Linked DNA regions of Arachis hypogaea: region 2 is linked to region 1. Evidence: chromatin contacts called from public Hi-C data. All regions are on one chromosome and are shown on one strand. Each heading gives the region's core, a stretch centred on a gene start, on an enhancer-like site or on the middle of the called end of the contact. The rest is flanking DNA. Distances are from core to core; before and after follow the strand shown.

The links. Hi-C and Micro-C count contacts between places; a contact is called where the count stands out from the background.
Region 2: a contact with region 1 is called in a Hi-C map of an unstated tissue, with 2.8 times the contacts expected there. The contact joins two enhancer-like sites. A contact is called at or near these places in 3 of 8 Hi-C or Micro-C datasets (leaf and an unstated tissue).

Annotation. Positions count from the first base shown.
Region 1 is chr4:2,256,835-2,262,566 of arahy.Tifrunner.gnm2.J5K5, forward strand. It overlaps LOC140184518, which reads left to right. Exons shown (of 12, transcript XM_072236284.1): 8 at 2,308-2,576; 9 at 2,671-2,801; 10 at 2,886-3,155; 11 at 3,248-3,354; 12 at 3,436-4,004. Among protein-coding and RNA genes, the nearest start is that of LOC140184518, 18 kb to the left of the region's middle. Within about 2 kb of position 2,452, at least 2 of the 3 cell types and tissues checked have open chromatin away from gene starts, as enhancers often do.
Region 2 is chr4:2,315,264-2,321,231 of arahy.Tifrunner.gnm2.J5K5, forward strand. No RefSeq gene overlaps it. Among protein-coding and RNA genes, the nearest start is that of LOC112795689, 11 kb to the right of the region's middle. Within about 2 kb of position 2,523, at least 2 of the 3 cell types and tissues checked have open chromatin away from gene starts, as enhancers often do.

The DNA.
Region 1 (5,732 bases), core at 1,202-3,701:
GTTGAGAATTATTGATGAACATGTATTTCAAATACTAATTAAACCTTTTAATATCTATTTTAATTAGAATTTTATTATTAGTTATTTTGTCTCTTTTATAAATTTTATTTTTAGTTATTTTGTCTCTTATTTATTAAATAATTTATTTTTGTGTATTTTTATTAAAAAGTAACTTTTATTTTTACCAAAGAGGCAACCCTTCTATTAATTGCATATTTTGAATATTAGACAACAATTGTATGGTTGCAAATCCAAAAAAAAAACAACACTTGTATAGGTTGCATATTCAAAAGAAAAGGCAACACTTGTATAGGTTGCATATCCAAAAGAAAATGCAATGCTTTAAAGGGTTGCATATTCATAACTAATGGACAACACTTTAAAGTATTGCGAATTCAAACTTATAAGCAACACGTAAAAGGGTTGCATTTTATTGCAAATAAGCAATACTTTTTAGAGTGGCCAAAATATAAGAGAAAAGACAACACTGAAAAAGTGTTGTCTCAAACACACCTTTGAAGTGTTGTTGTTTTTCAACCAAAGGCAACACTTACCAAGCGTTGTTCTCAAAAGCGTTGCTTTTAAAACAAAAAAGTGTTGCCTTGATCTAAGACAACGGCTGCATATGCAACGCCGCCCAAAAACGTTGTCTTAGATTCAAAAGTGTTGCCATAGATCAAAAGTAACTTTTTATCAGCTTTTAAGCAACACTTTTTAAATGTTGCCTCAACTTTAAAATATGTAGTGTATTTAACAAAAACAATTGTATGTAGTTACAGTATTATTCCAGCCTCTACCACGACCCACTCAGGATTAATCTTGAAAGTAACCTTAAATATGAAGGGATATAATAGGGATAACTCTTTGTCCAAATTGAAAGATGGTTTCCATTATTACTAATAGATTAGATTACAGTAAATAAATGTTATGTATGGATACACTTTAAATATTCTAAAGGCCCTAGTTAGTTTTCAGATATATTAAACATAGGAACTATCTCATATTTTGTTTGTAAATCTAGTATAAGATGAAATAAAATTTTAAACATTCTAATTTGCATTATTGCTCAACACGTTCTAACTCGTTGAATATGATGAGTGTTCTTTGAAGATTTTAAAGGTAGCGTTTAGAAGAGAGATTGAAACTGAGAGATTAAATAGAGAAATAGAGATTAAGAAATTGAGACTGAAATAAATTTTAGTATTGTGTTTGGTGTAAAGTAGGAGATAAAAACTAAAATAAGAATAAAATTCTAATTTAATTTAAAAAAAGATAAAATTGAAATTAATTAATTGAAATGAGGATATTTTAAGTATAAAAAATATTATTAAAGTTTCAGTATCTATTTTCAAAAATTTTGGTTGCATGTGTTCATACTTTTTTTAAAGTACTAAAATATTAAAATTTTAGAAACAGAACTGAAATTTTAGTAACAATTTCTAGACCAACAAATATGCTACCAATAAAGTGTCTTGTATCTAGTTCCTCAGATTTTAGAATTAAGCTAATGTTATTTATGAGATTATTGATACATAATTCAGACTTACATTCTGATATATATTTGAGAATTAAAAATATTCTTCTTAAATCTTATTCAAATTTGATTTACAATTACTTACTTAAAAATATATTATTTAGTATATTAGAAACTTAGCAAATTGCTAGAAGTGAATTTATGAAATTTTAAGATTTTTAAATTTATTATTTGTTGATTCTCAAAATTCAAACTGAAATATAGAACAAACAATCTCCTCCTTTTTTATGATGACAAACAAAATATAAATCTAATAATTTTATTTATTCTAAAAAATAATATCCAATATATAAGATTAAATCTATATGAGAGTAACAATATTGAAAATATTTCAGGGCAACAACATAATATCATATGTTCTTAGAAATATATCTAATATAATTCAGAGATATGCGTTATCCAAAGTGTATTAGATCAAACCTTTTTGTTTCATAATATCATTCTTACTCAGATCTATATTTTCGTTAACTTCAAAGATATGTATTATATAGATGTATCAGGATAGAAAAGTATATAACATATGTCAGGATATAAACCAAATATTTATAACACTTTGCCTAACCGATAGAATTTGAGCAGAAATACTCTCTCATTGATTCACACACTTTTGCTATCAGATTTATATATTGTTTAGAAATAAATACAAGATAGAGAAATGTGCATGAGTTGTAAATATGAATGCAACAAAAATAATGACATGTAGGATACGAGAATGACATTACTAGAAATGCGCTCAATACTGTTGGAATGACTACATTTGTTATGCTTGTAAGGCTACAGCAGACACAAGTTTTAGGAGATCAGACGAGTCTTTCATTATAGTCTCGAACTCCAATTATTGGGGTCCTGTAGCTATTGTTCAACCTCGATCTGAGACAGAGTGGACTCCTCCACTGCCTCCACCTCCTCAGCAAATCCTGACATCCACGCCACCTCCTATGGCCTATTCTATAGCAATACCAGCTTCCTCCCACGTATCCTAGCCAGATCCCGCACTACCGCAGGTTACTAAGACGTTGATTTGATCTGATGACATGATTAGGTAAAAAATAAACTTCATTAATTCGTATATATTATTTATATTTGGTTCTCTTTTAATGTATGTTTTTTACTAAGTATAAATTATCCCATCTTAGGTTTGCACCGATTAATAATGCTTGTATACAAGAGTGTGTATAAATGTTATCAAGTTGCTTTATGACCATCCTTGACCCAGTTACAAGAAGGTTCTCCTAAAGTCAGAAAGAGATGGTTTGACTAGTGGGCTGTAAGTTAGTTATTTAACATTAATTATATTTCACTTATAATTTTATGACATCACTTTTTAACCATCTATCATTTCATTGTGTAGAAGAAACTTACGTGGATGAGGCCCACAACCATATGATAAAGAAGACCATCCATCACTGCAGGACAAAAGTGTTTTTAGTAGATGTTAGAGGACGTGCAATGAGGAGGAACCACCTGATACAGTGGCTTCGACCTGACATTAAGAAGGCGGATGTATGTATAATGGGAGATAGATGAAGGTTTCAAACATCGTCAAGCCACGAATAAGGTTCACAGGGCATTGAGGTACACAACGGGTTCGGCCACGATTATAAAGACAAAGGCTAAAATGGTATAACTTTTTTAAATATGCTTAGCTACTTTTATTTTGTTTCTTTAATTAATTGTCACTTGTTTTAATATGCTTATCTAATATGTGCAAAGAAAGTTATTGCATCATCCTGTTTGATGCTGGAGGTTTTCAAGCACACCGACACGCTCAAGGAGAACAAAGAGAGGTTACCTGATCAGTGATCTGTGGACTTTTTTTTGTAAGTAATCGACTTTTTATAGAATTTAATAGCATACTATCATATGACCTCTTATATTGGCATTCACATTAAATATTATAGGATTTATACATCGATAACTTAGAGGTTGCGACATAGCAATCTCAGCAGACATAGACAATGGCAACCCCTCGAGAGAATTCGTGGTGGATCCTGATGTTGTGTGATGTCAGACCGCATCTGAGCCATAAAAGAACCACATCTTTGGAGTAAGGTCATTCTTCACCAGAAACCTGCGCAAAGTCCACCTTCAGGGCTTCCTCCACCTTGGCCACTAGCCCTGTAGATCCGCAGGACGTAAATTTGTGTGAGCAGACAGCTACCTACTAAGAGCATATATACGCGGAAGACAGTGGCGCTAGAGGCGGCTCCTTCTCATCTACATTTGCACCATCTCAGACATCGCAGCACCTATTACAGCGTTGCCGCATTAGGACCAGCAGCGAAACCATCTGGAAGAGGAAGATGACAATGATTATGAGGACCTATAGAATTTAGTGTTTTTTTTTTGTATAGTTTCATATTATTATCTGTTATTTCATTTACAGTATTACTTATTTTGTTATTAGCAGTTGTTATTTCAGGTTATATATTATTTTTTTATTTTAATGAAACAAATTCATTTTCATTAATCTTTATTTTGGTTTAATCAGGTTATAATGATAGTAATCATAGATAAAAATATTAAATAAAAAATAATTTTTTTATTAAAAATATTACTATTAGATTTTGCATGGGATAATAAATCCGACGGCATATTTAATTTTTTTAATTTTATTTTTCTTGAATAATATTACTATTGGAATTTTGGACGAAAATTTTCGGCAATAATTAGGGTACAAAAACAATGAAAATGTCGCCAACGTTATTATTGGATTTTTTTAATGGTAAATACAAATCAAACTAGTCATTCTATAAATAATTACAGTCAGAATAAGCCGATCGTAATTAGCATCGAAAACCAAAAGTTCGTTAGTAATCATTTACTAATGATGTTTATACCATCAGAATTCGTTTGACGGTAATAATATTATTATTATCGAATTTTTTAAAGGATTTTACCAATAATTCCGACGGTTTTAAACATATTTTTATAGTAAAAAAAATATAGTTTCAATTACTTTTAAATAAACAAAGAAATATGAAACAACAACAATATTTACAACACAAAAAATAAAAATAATTTATGATATAAAACAATAGAACTATCTTTGTTTTAAGAAACAAACTATGTTATATATATATATATATGTATACATGAGTGCAGATTAAAACAAAATAAAAAAATAAAATAAAAAAAAATTGGACGAAATGTGTTTGAAAATTGCAATTTTTAAATTTTATATTTTTTTTGCAGTGTTCATTTTCTTTTGTTAAAAAAAAAAATTTAATCGCGTAGATAGCTTGTCCAACCGTTAAATGTCATAGATTTGGCGACGCGGGTTTGACGAATGTAAAATCTTAATCCGATCTATTTTTTTTGTTGGGTTTGATAAGTCCGTGAATACATTCCATTGATATTTTAATAAATATCTGAAAAAGTGTCTGACAACAAAAAATCAATGCATCAAATTAAATGATAAGACTTTGAGTTCTTTCGCCATGACAGATAATGTTTTCAGTGATGACTACTCTTCAAATATTTTGTAACTCTTTATGTTTGTGCTCTTATTAAGAGCTGTCCGACTAAAAAGAACTACCCACCATAGAGAGTTTTGAAAAACGACAGAAAATCTAGTTAAGTGCCACTAAATGGAGCCGTTGGAATGTTAATAATTAAACAGGGATGGTATAAAACTGGATAAGACTCTCACTCTAACAACAAACTTTTATGGTAATAATTCCCTCAAGATCTTATAACTCATTACAGAATAAATCGTAAACTGCACATTTTAGAGTAAATTATGGATGCAATAGTTAACTAGTACTGCGATAAACTCTTGATGTACATAGCGATAAACTAGCAATGCGTACATAATAGAAGAAAATTTGTACTATATAATATCAAACACATACTATATCTGTTAATGTGTATCTTGGTTGTAGAGCAAACAAACGCGGTTTTTCTGTATTAAAATTTTTTTTTTGTTGTCCACGGCATCCCCCAATCCGACAGGTTAAGAACTAATACGTCGTGGATAGGAGCTTCATTTAAGGGTTTGCGGCTGGTTTATGGATTGCTGCATGCACAAGGCAGCTTGTTTAAGTGGACGAGTGAGCTGACCACTCGACCAACTCAAATTGGTTGATTTCACGTGAAGTTGATACTTAAAAGCTGTTAGATAAAAATTTAGTCAAATCATCTAACGACTCTGAGATATCAAATTCACATAAAGTTCCTTATAAATAGAAAGTAAATA
Region 2 (5,968 bases), core at 1,273-3,772, 58 kb after region 1:
GACAAATCACTTTTTCCGGAGGCCAAGTTTTATGGGGATTAAATAGTCATTATTCCTTACTCGCCATATCCACCAAAGTCTCGAAAAGAACTTGAACGGATGCTCTCTGCTATGATACAAAAACCAGTTCTTCAAATCCAAAGGATGACAAGAAATATCCAACCTATGCCAGACAAGCTGAGCTTTTGGACAATCTCGAATACAATGTAAAACCGATTCCTGGCTAGAAAGACATCTTGGACACCTATCCGATGACGACATCCCTCTTCTAAAGCGAAAACTTGCAGTAGGAAGAGCCTCCTTAAGACACAAGTAAGCCAAAAACTTATGCTTTTTCAGAATAACCTGACGCCAAAGCCAAAACCAATTTTCCCGCTCCTCCCAACCAAACAGCTGCTTAGACAAGCTTATGGTTTATGCGTATTATCGTGTCACTCAAGTCATTATTTCTTTTTTTTTAAGATTTTTTTATTTTATAATTATATATGTAAAGGGTACAAAAAAATAGTGAGATTACTTAGTTTAATTAAATTCCGTTAAGATTAGTTATAAAAAATATATCTGTTATATCAGTTGAAATTAATTTAATTAAAAAGGAGTTCTGGAATGAGTCTTATATATATATATATATATATATATATATATATTCAATAGTATTGTTAATATATGTTTATTTTTTAAATAATAATTATACAATATTCTAGTATTTTAAGTTTTTTTTTTGTTTAGTAAAACTTGTTTATGATCATCTATCAAGATCACTTGAATATAAAATGTTAGGCTTTCTTTTTTATGGTATTTTTTAATTTTACAGTCCAAAATCTAATCTTTATAGAATGTTATTTTTAGTCTATACATCTATTTTTCTTTTTTTTTTAAATAAGATATTAATTACTATATGTATTGTATCATGAGGTGTTTTTAAATTATGATAAGGTAAAAATTTAGGTGCAATCGATTTCACGTGAAGTTGATAGTCGAAAGTTATTAGATAAAAATTTAGTTAAATCAGTCAAATCATCTAACAGTTTTCGATTATAATTTTACATAAAATTGATTGCATACACCTAAATTTTCACCTTATGATAAGGAATCACAAGTGCAGCTGCAATTAACATTATATTGTTGGTGTCTTATCCACGTCATCATCAATGAGTATACAATTGTTATAGGTGGATACTACAATGAAGATGGCAAAAATATCTTCATATGAGTATATTTCTTTTTGACCTTTGGATGATGGATTGTATGGTTAGATTTTGATATTTATAAATGTGTTGTTTTTGTTTAAAGTGTGGCTAAATAAATAAACCACACTTTTAACTAAAGCATCTTCATGAGAAGATATTTTTGCCATCTTCATTGTAGTATCCACCTATACTATGCATTAATGCATAACTTTTACAAGTGTAACAAAAATTGAAACCAAGACAAAGTAAAGTATTGGATAAACTTCAAGTGTAGTCCCCCACCACTTTATTATCTAAAAAGAGTGAACATCATATATATGAGTTTCTATAAAGAGATTTTTTTGCTTGAAAGTTACTTTTAAATTCAGCTTGTTTATGACATGTATAATTGGTATGATGGAGTCTAGATATAGAGGATAAAAAAAAACCACGTTATATGACAACAAAATTTATCATTTTTTGTTAATAATTAGTTAATATTCTAAACATTAAGTATTAAATTCTAAACCATATATAATAATATAAAATGTTAACTAATATTGATAAAAAAATATTAATGCTCTACTATTTCTCTAAACAAAATGTTATCTTATTACGAGATCATTCATTCGAACAAAAGAAATAGCTCCAGATAATTATTAGTAGATGTTACATCAATTATATATACAAATTAATTACCAATTAATTTTATGTATAATCAATTTTCATAAATAACATAATTAAAATACGAATAGTAGTAGAATAAAAACATTAATTGGTAGTAATTTATTTTTGTATTTTATAAAAAAATAATGGGTGAAAACTCAGGTGTAATCGACTTCACGTGAAGTTAATACTTGAGAGCCATTAGATGATTTGACTGATTTCACTAAATTTTCATCTAACGGCTCTCAAATATCAACTTCACGTTAAGTCGACTTCATCTGAATTTTCACAAAAAAATGTGATTATTTAACTATAAAAATATTTAATTATCGAACTATGAAAATATCATTATTATACTATGAAAGTTTAATTATATTTGTAATTGATGGTTATTATTCTAATTAAATATTATATGAAACTGATTTAGTAAGTAATTTATATGCTTATATAGAATATTTTAGATATTGCATGTCCCTTTTCATTTTACATGCATGTTAATGTCTTGTGGGTTTATAAGATATATTAGTAGTAAAGAGTCATATGGGTTTTGATGTTGATGTAAGTGGAGGATTTTGAGGGACAAAGACACTCCAACTACCACGTTGTGTGAGTGTAAACATAGTGAAGCAAAATGAAGTTAAAGCTTATTAGCTTTTGTTGTCATTAGGGTACATAAGCACATGGTTCCGAAAAAGGGTTACATTACATCTCACTTATAATTAATTTCTATACCCTAGAGTCTAGACAAGATATATCATACTGTTTGACCCATTTTGTTTCATTAATTTATGGATTATATTAAATGCTCACCGACACTTAGTAGGCCTTCCTTCTCACCAATACCACTTTTATTTTTAGTTTTTCCTATAAATTCTTCTAATTTAAATACTTCAATTTTTTCCTCAAAGAACAAAAAAACAGTTAAAAAAATGTAATTCAATATTACATGAATTATCCAAAATAAAAAATGTTATTTGGATATTCTCATGTATATATCAAATTATACATTTTAGTAGTAAATCGAATTAATGTGTATCAAATTATATGGAGCAATACATTTAAACATAAATCGAATTAATATAATTTAAATTAGCTATTATGACATTCCATCGAATATAGTTTATTCGATTTATTACTGCACAACACATATATAGTAAATCAAATCAAATTGATTCAATCTTTTTTTAGTATAAAATATTTCGATGATGTTATATGACTCAATCATTTTGATAACCAAAGTTCATTCAAATTGATCCGATAGTTAAAAAATTGATAGATCAAAATTTTAGTTAGAAAAAAAAAAGACTTAGTTAAACTTAGTTATAATAACAATTTGTTCACTTAACATTTATCAAATCTTTTTCCGTAAGCATCACTTGGGTCTACAAATATTTTCTAACATTAGTAGCCTAATCAATGATAAACATATTGATGCTTTATTTAATACAAAAAGAAAAGATTAATTTTTTGGGGCGTACTCAATTAAATTCATCTTCCCAATTTTAGTTATTTTTTCTAGTGATCAAATTAATGATTCTGATATTACTATTTTTATATATTTTCAAAGAGGTAAAATGTCTGTACACTCACTTCATAGTTAAAAATCATGTTGGAGGATCTGTTGTAAGAATTTAAAGGTCATACAAAGTGAATAATCATAGTCCAAGGTATTTTTCAAGATTTTTCCAGGTAATTATTCTTAGAATTTATTTTATGTTGACTCTAATCTGGATAGAAACTAGACTTTCAAATGATATACTAGATTTTTGGAGATTTATCCTCTCTTTTGAAACTTCTATGTATATATTTAAAATCTAAAGTTGATAAATTTCTTTTACTTTAATTTTTGCAAAAATAATACAGTCATCATCGGTAAATAAGAGATAGGTTATATATTATAGGCAAGCAATTTTAATACTAGATATTAATTTTTCTTTTTCCTCTTTTTTTATTAGAAAAAGTATAGGTAGATAATAAGAATATTAAATAATGTGAATAATGAATATGTTGGATGTTCAATTCAATAGGTATGCAGATAATTATGTTCATTATTTTTATTTGGATGATTATTTCTTTTGATTCGATTTACTCATACACAATTAATAATGGCTGAATGTTTAATTAACTAGGTATACAGATAGTTATCCTAATATTAAAATTTAAAAAATAATTTAAAAATAGAATATTTTTTTACTTTATTGAATCAATTTTAGAACCTATTATTTATCTTGTTTAAAAAAAATCATTGTTTATCTAACAAAATTCTTCATTAAAATAGTAAAACTTTAAGAGCAATAATAAAAATGTAAGTGGGTAGAGGATATTCTTATCTTAATCCTCTCTACGGCTTTTTCTTTAGATAAGATTTTCACTGATTCTAACTCTGAAGTTGGTATAATACCACGCTCTTAAAAATTGTTTAACATATAAAATTATCTAAAAAATGAATCAATTTGTTCTAAAATTATAAAAAATATCAACTAAGTCTCTCATTCTTAAAAACATAAATCTTGTTAATCTCTTATTAAACTTTTGTCTCACAACAACCATTCTTATACTAATGTTGACAATGAAATGTCACGCTGGCGCAATAATAAATAAATAGTTATCTTGTAAACATTTTAGTAGTCAATTTGATATCCAAATTTTGTTAATTTGACTTAATTAATGTTTATACAAAATAAGAACTTTGGTTATTTAATACAAGCACATTTCTCATTCTCAAACTATATTTTGTAATTCATGTTAAAATAAAACTTTAGAAACTAACCAAAAGATAACAAAATTATTGATGAGTAAACTACCAATACATCTAAAAGATTCATATACGGACAAAAATAACATCAAACGATAAAAATGACAAAAAAATTTAAAGTGTTAGCAAAATGATCGATCGTCAAGTAGTTATGTTTCTATTAATAGAAAAGGGTAATGTGGCACCATATAAGGTGGTCACAAAAGCATTTATGTTATCCATGTCAGCCATTTTGTGAACAAAAATACAATTATTAAATGTTTGGTTACTTTTGTGTAGGGATGTTCATGGATAGGATTTGATTCGCACATCTACGGTATTTATTTGAATCTGATCTGAAAAGTGCGGATATGAATCTGATCCGTAAGGCTATCAGATCAGATTCGCACACTAAGAGAATCGGATCGCGGATTTTGTGTAGGTATCCGCACATCCACGTATCCGTAAAAATAAAAAAATAAATAAGTAAATATTTTTTTTATATTTTATTTCAAATAATAATTATCATATATGTTATATTATTTTAATTTATTTTTTAAAAAAATTATGTTTAATATTATTTTAAGAGTAAACATATTTAAAAGAATAAAAAAATAAATTTTATTGATATTTTTTAATAAAAATAACTTTTTATAAATATTTTTTAGTTTTGCAGATATATCTGCTATCCGATCCAATCCGCAAATGTGCGGATCAGAACGGATCGGATCCAAACTTAAAACCTGCAGATATTGGATCCAATCCGATGATTTTAGTGCGGATTGAATCCAAATTTTAGTTATATCCAATCCGCGTTCACCCCTACTTTTGTAAAATTGTTTAAGCTTTGTGAGTTTTTTTTTTCCTTTTTACCTTTTAAAAATATTTTTGTTAGCAACTCAGTTTTTTTGACATAATTTTAATAGTTTACTCCCATTTCATAATGACCTAGCTATTCTCATACAATAATCAAGCAATTTAAGAGACTAACCATGCTACTTAAATTAAAAAAAAAATCATTCATCAATAAGCTATTGTATAGGACTACATATTTGTTATTCATAAAAAAAAAAGTTTATTAGGTTGTTGTTTGATTATTTACTTTGTTAGTAAAATGTGTGAAGTAACGTATATAAATATATACAAATATGTAGTAATTAATTTTTTGTATTTACAAAACTTTTTTTTTAATTACGTCATTGAGGAAAAAATAGAAAAGAGTTTTCCATTAAAGCCTCTAAAGATGATAGACCATAAAATGTTCAAAACTCTTTCCCAAGTATATATCTTAACTTGGGAGGAACCATTAGCAGAAGGGATATGGTGTTAATATTGGCTTTAGTCATAGAAAGCTATAATACCATGTAAAAGTTCTATCAAAATGTTTGAAAAGAAGGCT